2 separate regions of the Mus musculus genome follow, and region 1 is linked to region 2. Evidence: chromatin contacts called from public HiCAR-type data. All regions are on one chromosome and are shown on one strand. Each heading gives the region's core, a stretch centred on a gene start, on an enhancer-like site or on the middle of the called end of the contact. The rest is flanking DNA. Distances are from core to core; before and after follow the strand shown. Region 1 has its middle 25 kb from the start of Gm34240. Region 2 holds the start of Mme (membrane metallo endopeptidase).

What was found. HiCAR-type assays count read pairs that join an accessible place to other places.
Region 1: a HiCAR-type map of kidney shows a contact between it and region 2, with 2.3 times the contacts expected there. The contact joins the enhancer-like site here to the promoter of Mme in region 2. A contact is called at or near these places in 6 of 39 promoter capture datasets (the 3T3-L1 cell line, 3T3-L1-derived adipocytes, liver and 1 more), 10 of 484 Hi-C or Micro-C datasets (the AML12 cell line, Sertoli cells, cardiomyocytes and 5 more), 1 of 115 datasets of contacts at active chromatin or transcription factors (kidney) and 2 of 9 other capture datasets (adipose tissue and pancreatic islet).

Annotation. Positions count from the first base shown.
Region 1 is chr3:63,410,390-63,417,348 of GRCm38.p6, forward strand. No RefSeq gene overlaps it. Among named protein-coding and RNA genes, the nearest start is that of Gm34240, 25 kb to the right of the region's middle. Within about 2 kb of position 2,677, at least 35 of the 459 cell types and tissues checked have an H3K27ac peak or open chromatin away from gene starts, as enhancers often do. A contact at or near this core is called in kidney, nephron progenitors and uterus, where this site is marked.
Region 2 is chr3:63,293,140-63,299,536 of GRCm38.p6, forward strand. It overlaps Mme (membrane metallo endopeptidase), which reads left to right and starts at 2,072. Exons shown (of 23, transcript NM_001357335.1): 1 at 2,072-2,476.

The DNA.
Region 1 (6,959 bases), core at 1,427-3,926, 120 kb after region 2:
CTGTCCTAATCCCAAGTCAAAATTCCTTTAGCAGCAGTTTATGAAACTCAAGTCAGCACCTGAAACAGCAATTTTACAAATCAATTATAGCACAATACAATGTAAAGACATAATAATTTGACACTTTAATGCTAAGGAACAATAGTATGAAAATATTAGGTCACTGTTTCCATATAAAAAGATTATGTTTCCATAAGAACAGAAACTTTTGCAGGTACAGTACAGTAAAGCACTGCAGTTCCTAACATATAATACTCTTGGAACTTGCTTTTGTTTTCCAGCCCTCATCCCCATGGCATGGAGAGGTGATGCACACAGCTAAAAATGGGAAAGTTATATTTATCAGCAAGCCAGCAGGGAAGTCACCAAGTATAACAAGGGTATGCCAAAACACCCTGATTCATTTTGCATTTGATTTTGAAAAAAATTTTAGTCATCATGCATTCCAAACCCTTTATTGCTACTAAAATTTTCACAACCCCGGCACTCATTCTATGATACCATGTAGACCCTGATCCACACTTTTAAGAAGCCAGGGTCTAAAGCCCTATGCTAGTCTTATGGCTTTTATATCTGCTTCATTAATTCAAATTCTTTAGGTTGTTTTCCAACAAGTTTCATCTGACAGGAGTTGCACCCCATTCTCAGGTCTCTTCTGCTACCATGGAGATTCCCTGTCTCCCCAGAATACACCCCGAGTAGAGCTAAAAATAACCTGGAAGCATAGAAAAATTCTGTGGTCCCAGCATCATCCCAGACCATTTAATTCAAATATATTGTCATGTTCCTGTATTCATGGGCAGCTGTGCGTGAGTCATTGTCTGCCCAAGCTCTTTCGGTTTGCTTCCGTATTGGTGACTACCTTCCCCAGAAGCTTCAAGGATAGCTGTCCTTTCTCTTAGTCTTAGAACTTTCCAAGTTACCAAGTTCAAACAGAATTTTTTCTCTCTCCCTCCAAAATGTCAAGGCATTCCTCCATTGTGGTTTAGCTGAACACTGCTGTAGAGATACATGAAGCCATTCTGTTCTGTGTTTTATTGCTATGAACTGCTTTTCTCAAAAGGTGTCCATAGGATCTCCCATTAGTTTCTATATTCTGAGAGCTTTTCATAATTGCTCTGGCCTCAAACTATCTTCATTCATTTTTTTTTCATGCATTTACAGCCTCATCTAGTTTTGTGAACCAAATCTTTTATTTCAGAGAAACTTTCTTAAACACTCCCACTCATGGCTTCCTTCATTTGTGCTTGTTCTTTTCTTCTTAAACTCACACATTTTGAAGAGCAGATGCTCATACCTTTGGTTTTTTTCTAGTCTACTTTCAATTATTTTGGGTCATAGGACATGCTGGATAGCTATCCTTGCTCTAATTTGAATGTTGCAACCCTGATCCTGGATGCCTCAGAATGGGACTAGGGTTTTTACAAAGATAAGAAGTGAAATAGGTCATTAAGGGGGCACACTAGCCCAATAAGTCTAATATTTTGATTAAAAAAAAACTGATTTGGGCACAGGAACACATAGAGGAAGACAGAGTGTGACCAGGGAGATGGCCACCCACAGACCTCAGAATATCCTAGTCACATTGGTTCCTAAAGCACAGACTTCCAGAGTCTGAGAAATTTGTGTTCCTTGGGCCACCCAGACTGTGATATTTTATTCTTGCTCCCTGGTGAGAGAACACAGTCTGCTTTATAGGAGATTTTCTCAATTCTATTTTCCAACAACTATCAAGGAATTTTTGAAATAAATATTTGCTATCACATTTTATGTTTTAAAGACTCCTCTTTTGTTCCCTAAATGATCCATTTGTTCATGCTTCAAGGACACAGTATCTTTTCCTCTTCCCCTGAGGACATGGTAGTTTTCGTTTCCAGGTTTACATGTTTATGCAGTTTACCTACTGTATGGGCGTCTTTATCTTTCAGACTGGGGGTTCTCTTAGTTATCTGTTTGCTCATATTTATGAGTAAGGCAATAAAAGGGTAGACTTGAAGTTTGTGGGTGCTCAATGGGGTTTGTTGACTGATCTCATGCCCTTTGATCCTTAACTCAAAGGTTCAAAACTGTGCTTGTAGACTGAGTCTGACATGAATGTGTCTGTATTTTGTTTTGTTTTTCTTTGGATCCGTGGTGCCTTTAAACTGGTATGTTGTTTTTTAATTACCCACAAACCTCGCTCCTCTTGTTTGATTTGAGCAGCTTATAAGTTTGAAATTAATACCTACCTCTTCATTGAAACCAGTGAATTTCTTGAACATAAGTTTGAAGTCACTGCCTCTGGGATAAGTTCCATAACACTCACAGCTGGAGTCCAACTCTGCCTCCTTGGATATCAAGTTTCACTCCCCTTTCAGTGCCTCTGCCTGTTTTCCTGTGGTAGCAGACTTTTGATGTATATGTGGAAATCCCCATGAAAATGCTCACACAGAGGAGACAGGGATTGGGGCAGATTAGTAAGAAAATACATATTGAAAACCTCAACATTTAAAGGGACAGGAGTTCAAGCAAGGACGGAGATTATAATTTGATCTTCGTCAATCTAGAATGTTGAGTATTTGATGGTCAAAAATCATTAACCGTAGTTCTTCCTCTCAATGTAAATACCATGTCATGCAATGTGGCTTTAATAGACTTCCAGATGATTACAGAGACTATCATTTGTTTCTTGCGATGGAACATTTTTCAAGCAGAGACAAAAAGGAAATAAAAAAATAGAAGCCAAGACATATTTAAGGGAAAGAGGAAGTTTCTGTGCATATACATTAATTTGAATCACATGACCTTTTAGAAGTCAGCCTGCTAAAGCATTCATCTGGGCATATCTGCCAAGGTGTCCGTGAGCAATAAATTATTTGTAGCAAAAGTTGTCAGAGCAGTTTTCAAAAGTCTGAGTCCTTGGGATGTTTGCTGCATTTGGTCCACTTTGGTTGTTATTGCAAAGTGCCCCTCATGATCAACAGCACCTGGACTTCTATCTGCTTATTTCTGGGAACACGAGCTCTGGGAGCACAACCTAACATGCTACCCTTGTAGCATCCCATCTATGAGGGAACTATTTCCTTTCTCCTCCTTATTCAGCTACACATGCTGGCCCTATTAAACACGATTAGCTAACTCTTTGTTCCTATTAATCTTTCACTCCCACGATGATTTGAGCACTGTGGGTTTTTAATTATTAAGAGAGCCCTGGGAGTTGCCAAATATAGACTCATTCATGTGAACAGTAAACAAACTATGTTTGGATTCTCACAAATTTATGAGGCTTGAAAGACCTTGGAAAACCAGATGGATTTCAAGAGCTCTGTCTCCAACTATTCCAAATTGACACTAAGAATGAGGGGCAGACAGTGGAGTAGACAGCCATCAGGCAACTGTTCCATGCAAACTGGAGCCCAAGGGGATATTTATCTTTGCTATAAAAGCCCTATCTGTGAAATGGGCAAAATAATTGCATGTACTTCGGAAAGCTTTTGTGAAGGCCAGTTGAGATAATTTATTTGGCACACCTTAACAAGAACAGCAAGGTTAAAGCCTGGCATCACATGAACTCATGAAAGAACAATTGTTCATTATTTAAGAAACTAGTTAGACCTTCACAGCTGCCAACTATGATGCTAAAATAAACGAGTTGAATTATACTAGAAGTACTCAGAATGTGTATCTGTATCAATGATTTTTAATATGATACTTGAGAACAATTATAAAAATGTAAGCTTACAGATTCTAATTTTTATTACTGTAGAAACAACTTTAAAAGTAAAGTAATGAAGTCCTGGATTCAAACCAGTTTTTCCAGAATTTTTAGGGGTAGGAAAGATGGCCTAGTGGGCAGACCCTCTTGCTGCCACTCCTAGTAAGCCCAGTTTGATCTTTGGAACCCACATAGTTTGAAGGAGAGAACTGATTCCCTCAAATTGACAGGTACCTCCACATGCATGTTGTGGTACATGCGCACCCACCTACATACGTGCATGTACAATATAATTACATAAAATGTAATTTAAAAAAATCTTTAGGTTGAATGAGAAACTTTAATTTGATGGGTTCTGAATTAAGTACTGTATCCTTATCAACCATGTGCTTCAAGGCTGTATGCAGCAGAATCCACACTCTGCTAGTAAAGACGAAGGCCATGGAAGAAAGACACAAACTACATAAAACAAATAATCCAAAGGAGATTTGCATCACCATTTTAATTTTTATTTTCTGGGTCAAAATAAACAAAGTGTTTTTCAGACAGGATTTTTTAAATAAAATCTTTGTTGTTTTACTTTCCACAAGGTCATTTTCTTTGGTCCAAATCAGTGGAAAGTTGATATAGTCAACATATCAGTTATTGCTGTTTTTTCTAAGTCATTGTATAAACTGTCTGATTTAAAAATCTATGGTTGAAAAGATAACTCATGGGTAAAGGTTCTTGCCAGCAAGCCTGTCAATCCAAGTGCCAGCTCCAGGACTGAAGGAGAAAACTGATTCCTGAAAGTTGTGCCCTGGCCTCCTGCCCCATGTACATGTGCACGTGCGCACAGACACACACACACACACACACACACACACACACACACACACACACACACACACACACACACAATAAATGAATTATTCTATTTTTTCTTTCTATCTTTCTATCTTTCTATCTTTCTATCTTTCTATCTATCTATCTATCTATCTATCTATCTATCTATCTATCTATCTATCTATCTATCTATCTTGAGAGATTAGCCCAGGAGAGATGATTGAGTAATAAAAAGAGTTAAGATCATAAGTTGCTCTTCCAGAAGATCCAGGCTCAATTTCCAGCACCCACATGGCAGCACCATCATCTGCAACATCTGTATCTCCAGTTCCAGATGAGCCAGTGTTCTCTTCTAGTCTCTGTGGATGCTGCACACATATGGTGCACAAATATATTCAGGCAAAAATAATCATACATAAAATAAAAACAACTTCTTAAAAATGAATGTACATTAGCCTTTCTCTAATCATCATCTATAGATCACTTATTCTGGATATTAATTAATATATCACAAGAAACTTAACCAACAAAAATAAATTTGAAGCATGGGGCTCATTTTATTATATATATTATATTGAATAGATATTCAATATATGTATTTGAATGAACACTAGAATATAAAAACTCTATGCCATCCTATAATACAATGAAGAAAGTTATTTTAATTTCCTAAACTCAGACATTTCCACAATCACTTGAGCTTGGAATCCATAACATTTCCACAATCACTTGAGCTTGGAATCCATATTCACAGCACAATTTTTTTTTTTTTGATTATTCAAGTCAGGGTTTCTCTGTGTAGCCCTGGCTGTCCTGGAACTCACTCTATAGACCGGGCTGGCCTCAAACTCAGAAATCCGCCTGCCTCTGCCTCCCAAGTGCTGGGACTAAAGGTGTGCACCACCACCACCCGGCTCACAGCACAATTTTACTATCTTTAAAAAGTGCAGTGAATGGAATTGCTGTCTGGAGACACATGATTTACATGTGGTTCGGGTCCGTCTGACATGTTAAAACAAAGTTAGTACTACCAGGGCATGTAAACCAATGGAACAGAGTGGATGACTCAAAAGTAAACCTGTAAGATTCTACAAGATACAGGCAGAGACAATACTTCCTGCACAGAACTCCTGTAGCACAGAACTAATCCTAGGAATTGACAAATGGGATTAGATAAAACTAAAAGGCTTGTGAAAAGCAAAGAAAACAATCACTTGAATGAAAGCTAGCACAGATCAGGAAAACAATATCTTTATTAATGATAGATCAGAGTATCAATATCTAGGATCAATGAAGAGCTACAAAACTTAAGCAGCCCTAAAACATTGTCCTTGTTGCTTGCAGTCAAAAGACAAAATCAAAGAATACATTTACTTTGGAGTTCTTAGCCTTTTGATATAGTGTTACACTGAATAGATGGGTTTTTTTTTTTTTTTTTTTGTTCTTGAGGCTTTAAATTTTATAGATGATAGATAGGTAAGTAGGTAGGTAGATAGATAGATAAGTAGATAATTAGATAGATAGATAGATAGATAGATAGATAGATAGATAGATAGATAGATAGATTTTTTTAATGACATTGCTTGAGGGCACCACATGAAGGAGCTTGGTTTGCCCTGGTCCACACTCTGAAAAAAAATGTATCTAAAGGTCCTTCAATCCATCTATCAGAATCTTTTGGGAACAAAAGATTGCCCTAGTACTTTTTGTATTTTGATGGTAATTCTGCTTCCTCAAGAGGGAATGCTCTGACTAGACACGACGTACTTAGGTGATTCCATGTGAACCTTCTCCACATTTTAACTGGTCAATAAAGACAACAGAAGCCAATCACTGGGTGAAGGATATGTGGGATTTCTGGGTCCCAGGAGGAAGAGGAGGAGAAAGAGAGGGAGATTGGGCCAGGCTGTGAAGCATGTAGTTTACTGTCTGGTTTTGTGTCAACTTGATACAAGCTGGAGTTATCACAGAGAAAGGAGCTTCAGGAAATGCATCCCTAAGATCCAGCTGTAAGGCATTTTCTCAATTAGTGATCAAGGAGGGAGGGTCCATTGTGGGTGGTAGCATCCCTGGGCTGGTAGTCCTGGGTTCTATAAGAAAACAAGCTGAGCAAGCCAGGGGAAGCAAGCCTATAAGTAACATGCGTCCATAGCCACTGAATCAGCTCCTGCTTCCTGGCGTGCTTGAGTTCCAGTCCTAACTTCCTTTGGTAATGAACAGCAATGTGGAAGTGTAAGCTGAATAAACCCTTTCCTCCCCAACTTGGTTCTTGGTCATGATGCTTGTTCAGGAATAGAAACCCTGACTAAAACAGATAGGAAGCGACAGACATAGTTTGTAGAGGCTGTGGGGGATAAGGGGGATGGGGCAGGATATTCTTCATCCAGCTGTTGTGTCATCTGGATGGTTTTAAAGTATTAAGACTGTCTGATGTTTTCAA
Region 2 (6,397 bases), core at 822-3,321:
TACTGATAACTTGCAGAAGGCCATCAGGATTGCTACTTTCTCCCTCACCCTGATAACTGACCAAGCTGAAGGACCTTGGGCACTTTTGTCAGCTTTTGGTTTCTGTTTACTTACTAGAAGCACCTGAGAGCTCCTTTAAGACCCTTAAAAGAGAAATGATTTCAAAGTTGCATAACCTCCTCAGGGAAAAGACTTAGTATTCTTAACAAAACCTTTATGTTTCTAATGAACTTTAGTGAGATTAAGACTTGTATTAAAGCCGGACCTGGTGGCGCACACCTTTAATCCCAGTACTTGCAGGAGGACCAGGTCAGCCTGGTCTACAAAGTGAGTTCCAGGACAGCCAGGGCTATACAGAGAAACCCTGTCTCAAAAAAACCAAAAAGAAAAAAAAAAAAAAGAAAAAAAAAGGCTTGTATTAAACAAGGTATCTGCCCATACTGCTGCATGTCCAAAGCATAAGCTGAAAATCAAAGTCTGATGATGATTTCAGGGTTTTTACTTCCTTTTGACAAGCATTCTAAATTATTTTTCTAGCAAAATGTTCTTAACAGGAGTGAATATTTGAATTGACTCTCTATAAAAATTTCTCCGACTTGTAATGAGACTGAAATAAAACTATTACATTGTTCTTAACTAGTCTGAAAAGGTTTTTCATTAATGACTCTTTAATTGAGAAAAAAATCAATTTTCAGCTCAAGGTTGATAGCTGTAATAAATAATCGTAACCTAGTTTCTGTTGTTATCAAAACATTCTCCAGGGCTAAGAGTATTGCTCAATGGCTGCTCAAATACTTATCATGCTAAGGCGTTAAGGCCCCAGGTCAACCACCTCCTTTAGGTGAAAGAGATATTCTTGAATCTTGTGGATATGCTAGATAGCCTTAAAAGAGTAATATGTTTAAAACTTTAATGAAAATAAAACAAATCAAATGAGAAACGTTAAGTAGGCTATAGCCACACACATGAGCTTAATTTTTATTTCTAGTTGAAACGTGATTTTTTTTTTGTAATATTCTGACCAAACATTACTATACTAATCAGAAATGCATTAAACTTTTAATGCTAGTGGTTGAATATGGAAAGTTTGAGAACTAGTGCCCTCTCTCCCTTCCTCTCTCTCTCCCTATCTGTATCTATATATACATACACATATTTTCCCAACTCGTTTTATTGTAAAATTTAGATGTTTTGAAAATTTAAGTAAAATATAATAAAAACTAAGCACACCGGTGTTGGGGAGGAAAATCTAGCTTTCTTCCCAAGAGAATTTGAGTAACTCTCTCTTCTGTGCATTGATCCTCTGCAAAACAATCGGAGGCAAGATGACCTGGGTTCAAATTCCATTTGAGATGCTTCCCAGAGTGCTTGCCAAGCTGCCTATGCTTATCAGTGAGAGGTCACACATCTCTGTTAGTCTAGCCATGAGGACAAAGATGTGCTTGTAATACCCACAGAGGAAGAAAGAAGCGTGGGCACTTCCGTTTGAAGGTGTGCGTTGAACTTACGCACATCAATTGAGTTACTTTGTCTTGAAATGTCTTTCCATGATACTCATAATTTCACTAACATACATTTCCTGTTCTTGTCTTAGCTTTTTGTTTGTTTGTTTGTTTGTGTTTCTTTAACCATTAAAAAAAAGCATAAAGTTGGTTAGGGCAAAGGAGTAAGGCATTTTAATGCTCAAAGATCGTTTCAAGTTCAAGTCCTGTGAGCATGCTCGCACTTATGGAGCATGTGTGGTGTTCAAAACTTGTGATTCCAAACAGGAGAAGGATTAGTATTCCAACTCTATATGTACTTGACATTGAATGACTACATTGAAATCCTGGGGCAGGGGTGGGGGCGGGGCAGAAAAGTTTAGCCTTTCTGAGTTCTTTGGTTACAATAGCGGCTAAAGGTAATTTCCATGAAATACTTGCCTCTGCACAAAGACAAACTTCTATCTTTGACAAATTCAATGCCTTAAGTTTAAGAGAAAGAGACACACATAGACTGGGGGGGGGGGGAGGAGAGGAGGGAAGGATGAAGAAAAGAAGACATTGAAAAGAAGGGAAGGAGAGTGAAGGACGAGGGAAAACGGAGAGAGCAAGAGTATGTGAGAGAGAAGCATTCTGGTCTTAGTCAGTTAGAGAATGAGAGCCTGCAATCAGCACTACACAATCCCAGAGAGACAGTGTATTGTTGTCTTGAAAGCCACAAAGCTAAACAATTCCAAGAATGTCTGGCGAAGCCCTTTTGGGAAGGGCAAGGTGGGGGACGAACTGGGAGAGGGAGCCCCCTCCGCCCCTTTACACGGTGTGACAGGATTTGGGAGACCTGGCGGAAACCTTCAGGTCACCCAGGGAACTGCTCTCGCGGCTGGTCCTGTGCGGCGAGGCGGGGGGTGAGCGCGAGGCGCGCAGGGCGCGGAGATGTGCAAGTGGAGGAGCTGGACGGAGTGCAGGCGTAAGCTGCAGAGCGGCTAAGGCGAGGGGTGAGTCTCGGGGTGAGGGTCCAAGGAATGCGGGCTTCCCGGGCGCTCACCCGCCCGGAGCCCGAGTGGGGCCTGGAACCTCCCGGGACTCTGGCTTCGTCCCCCTCCGCGCGCTCGGCGCCGGGGCGCACCCTGGGGACCGCACAGAGCGGTGGGCGCTCGCCCGGGCTGGGGGCTACTTTGCCTGCGGCCGCCCTGGCCGGTGCGCTCATTGGTCGGGATGTGTCTGCTCAGTCGCCTCCAACTTCTCCCCAATCCCACTGGTGAGTCACCGGAGAGCGAACAACCGGGCACCGGGAGCGGGGCACCAGTGTCCCCGGGGCGCCGGGAGTCGGTGGGACGGGCAACAGGAGGACAGAGCGGGCGGGGGCCGGGACGCGCTAAGCAAGGGCAGAGGCCGAGGTCCCGCGCGCAGCGGGCTCCTGGTGCCTGGTCGCCGCGGGAGGAGGAGGCGTGTCCTGGGCGGGAGCCGCCACTGGGACCTGAGAATGTGGGGAGGGGAAGGGGCCGAGAAGGCGACCTGGAGGAGGACCCTGGGAGTGATGTCAGGTCACCTCCAGGTTCATTTTCATAGCTTCCTGCAGCCTCCGCCCAGGAGTTCTGTTTGGTGACCGAGAGCAGCGCTGCCAAATTGCACCGGGGTTCATTTGGGGGCTGGGAATTGGCCATTCCGCTGTACAGACACTGTTTTTATTTTAAAAAACAAGGTTTGTTTTCATTTTAGTTTCTATCGGATTCTCTCCTCAATTAACTCACTTTCCTAGTTTTAAATTTTCTTAACCTAAATGTCTTTTCACAATCCCACCTCTTCATCGTGCTTCGAACCTTGGCTTCCTATTATATAATTCATGCTTAAATCTGCCAAAGGGTTGGCTGGCGCGGGGTGGGGGTGTTCTTTAGTAGATGGAAGTTTTTAAAGACCCTTTCTTACTTAACCTATCCTGATCTATTTATACTCTTTAAAAATGAGAGTAACTATAAACCGGTATTCCTCTGAGCCTCTCGGTCAAGTCTATTCCATGCCCATAAGCGGCTCACATGGATTTTATTAAACTGAAAACTAGTAACTGACTTGCAGCGCCAGCTTTTGGAAGCTGCTCTGCTATCGGCAGATTGGCGCTGAGGGAGTGTAGCTGCACGCCCTTGGATTTTTTCTTCTTTCGTTCAAGCTCTCAAAAATATTTGTTGTGTTTTGGACTTGATTTTTTGTTGTTGTTGTTGTTGTTTTGTTTGTCTTGGGTTGTACTCTAGAGCAATGTGGATGGGACTTTTCATGTCAAAACTCACTTCAGGCCGGGGGAAATACCTACTAGTTAATGTGGCAGGATGGTGTGGGGGTGGGGGTGGGGGTCAAGCGGTCTTCTGAATACTACTACTTCAGCTTCCACAGACACAATCTAATTATGAAGCTGACTTCTTCCTACTCTGCCTTAATTTCCACTAATGCAAAACTGTAACTCCAAAGCACCACCACAGGGACTTACAGACGTGTATTGTTGCAGTATCACAATGTGCCCCGAGTATGAAAATTGCTTCGCTCCACCTTTCTCTTTAACCGATCAGTTATCTTCCAGGTTTCATAATTTGACGTTTGCTGATGCTGATGCTTTGAAATGTATCTTATACCCAAGCAAAAATAGCATTGCGTTCTTTTGCTGATGTTGCCAAGTTGAAGTTTGTGGAGTTTCTGTTTAGTCTGAACTCCAGATTCTGTGTTCTCTTATTGTCTGTGTTGGCATTTGTTTTTTTAGTTTAAGAGATTTAACAAATTTCCAGTTCAGGTGAAATATTTTAAGAACCTAGGTATGCGTTTGCTTATCCTATTGCAAGCATTGACTTTGTACTGTGTTTTGTATTCTGATTTGTCTGTCTCCGCATCACCGATCTTTTAAAGGTGTTTGGGTGTGGTTAGATTGGAGCTTTAGGTACCTGAAGATTTGTGATGTGTTCCATCTTGAGGTGTTCTGGCTTAGATATTCTTATTAAAAGATAATGAATCATCTATAATTAAGTGGAAATGAAGGACACAGATAATAAGGAGGTTACTATCGCAGCATTTCTGCTTTTGACCAATATCAAAAAAGTAGTACTAAGAGAAAAAAGGACTTCTAAAGAATTGAAAAATCTTTACAAGAAAGGTTGATGAACGAAATTTTGATTCAAAAATTATTTCCTTTGATACAGGTAAGAGGACTAAATAGTTTGCCTATAATATACTGTTTGTTTCCCTGTAGAGATTCCTACAGACTTAGATAGTTAAGTGTAAAGAATCCAGCTACCCTGTCATCCTGCTCAAGGATAAAGAGGGAATCAGGAAGCAGTAACCCAGAACTGAGAAATGCCCGCCTACCAGCTTTCCCTCACCAAGAAGCTTGGTGGCGCCAGAGAGCACTTTGACTTAAGCAGATCTGACCGCCAAGCTTGACTTTACAGACTCACTAGATCTGACTGAGGCTTCTAGAAAGGACAAAAACAAAAATAAACGACGACAACATCAACAAGAAGAAGACAAAACAAACATTAAAAGGCAGCTCTTTATTTAAACATTTAAAGGCAGTGGGAAATCCGCAAGCAGATGTGTTAATTCTCAAATTCTAGGGCTTCAGGAAATCTGTACTTTTGTGCTTACTTCTCTGTTAAGGGAGAAAGTATTAAATTTGTCCCTGTTTTCTCTTTACTCAGCCGCCACTACTATTAAAATAGCGGTATGATCAATGCAATTCTATGTCATTGCCCCGGGAGCCGTGAGGCTAAGCTAACATGAGTTATATAACCATTAAATAAGGCATTTCTATATTCGGGTACATTACAGTCTACTTTTATTGAACAGACACGGATTTCATTGTCCAGTAAAGTATTTTTATTTGATAGTCATTGCTTATGCCATGTAATCAGGAGGAAAAACTGCTTGAGACTTTGTATCCAGTTTTTTTTTTTTAATGACCATATGTGTTTTATTATTGATAAGTCACTAGAGAAAACAAATCTCTACTTCTCTGCTGAGTCTCAACGATAATTCAAATCTATAGTCATGTTTTACTTTGCCTAGTGCCTCAGTTTCCACAAATACATCCCTGAAGACTTGTAACTGTTCGGGGAAAGTCTTCATTGATGAGAACATTTCTGAGCAATTGCTTCAGCTAACAGCCATATTCTATGGTTAATTTATATTGAGCCCAAAACTGCGGACTTGTTGTTTAAGGTGTTCTTTCCTGAAGTCATACAGAAAGGTTGAAGCTGCTGCAAGCTTTGCTCAGCAATTTTTAAAGAACCATCTGGCCTCTAAAGAAACCATGGAATCTAATACTTGGCCTTATATAACCTTAGTTTTTCACCATAAATTTCTGCATGGATGTCTAAAGTAGCTTTTACTTTACATGGCACTGTTAGATTCAAAATTGTGGCCAAATGTTTCTTATGTAGCATTGCTTAGCTGTGTGAGCTTGAGCAAGCTCATTGAGTCCTCTGCTTTCCAACTTTCCAGAGGGTGGAACTGAGGTATTAACATTCACCCTGTAGAGATTAGGAGAGCGAATGCAGAAAACGTTAACAATTGTATCTAACATCTAGAAAGAACTCCAAAACCCCACTTAGAGTTAGAAGTACTAGTGTTTGGAATTGAGTATAACTTAAGTATATATTCTGCAAGTGATACTCTGACCTACAAAGGAGGATTTACATAATTATGTTTGTTTTCTCTTTCAATCACACAATAAATGCTGATGTGATTATTGTCTTTCACCCTGAAATAGAAGCCACTTTTTTGCCCATTCAGTGACCATCTTCAAAATGTTGTCTACCCATTCATAGATACCCTTATCTGCAGGGGAAGTAATTTTGAACGTTAAAAATACAAGTTGTTTTCAAAGTAAAATAAACTATTTTCAAGTGTTTATTCCTTTTGGTTCTTTATCTGTATTT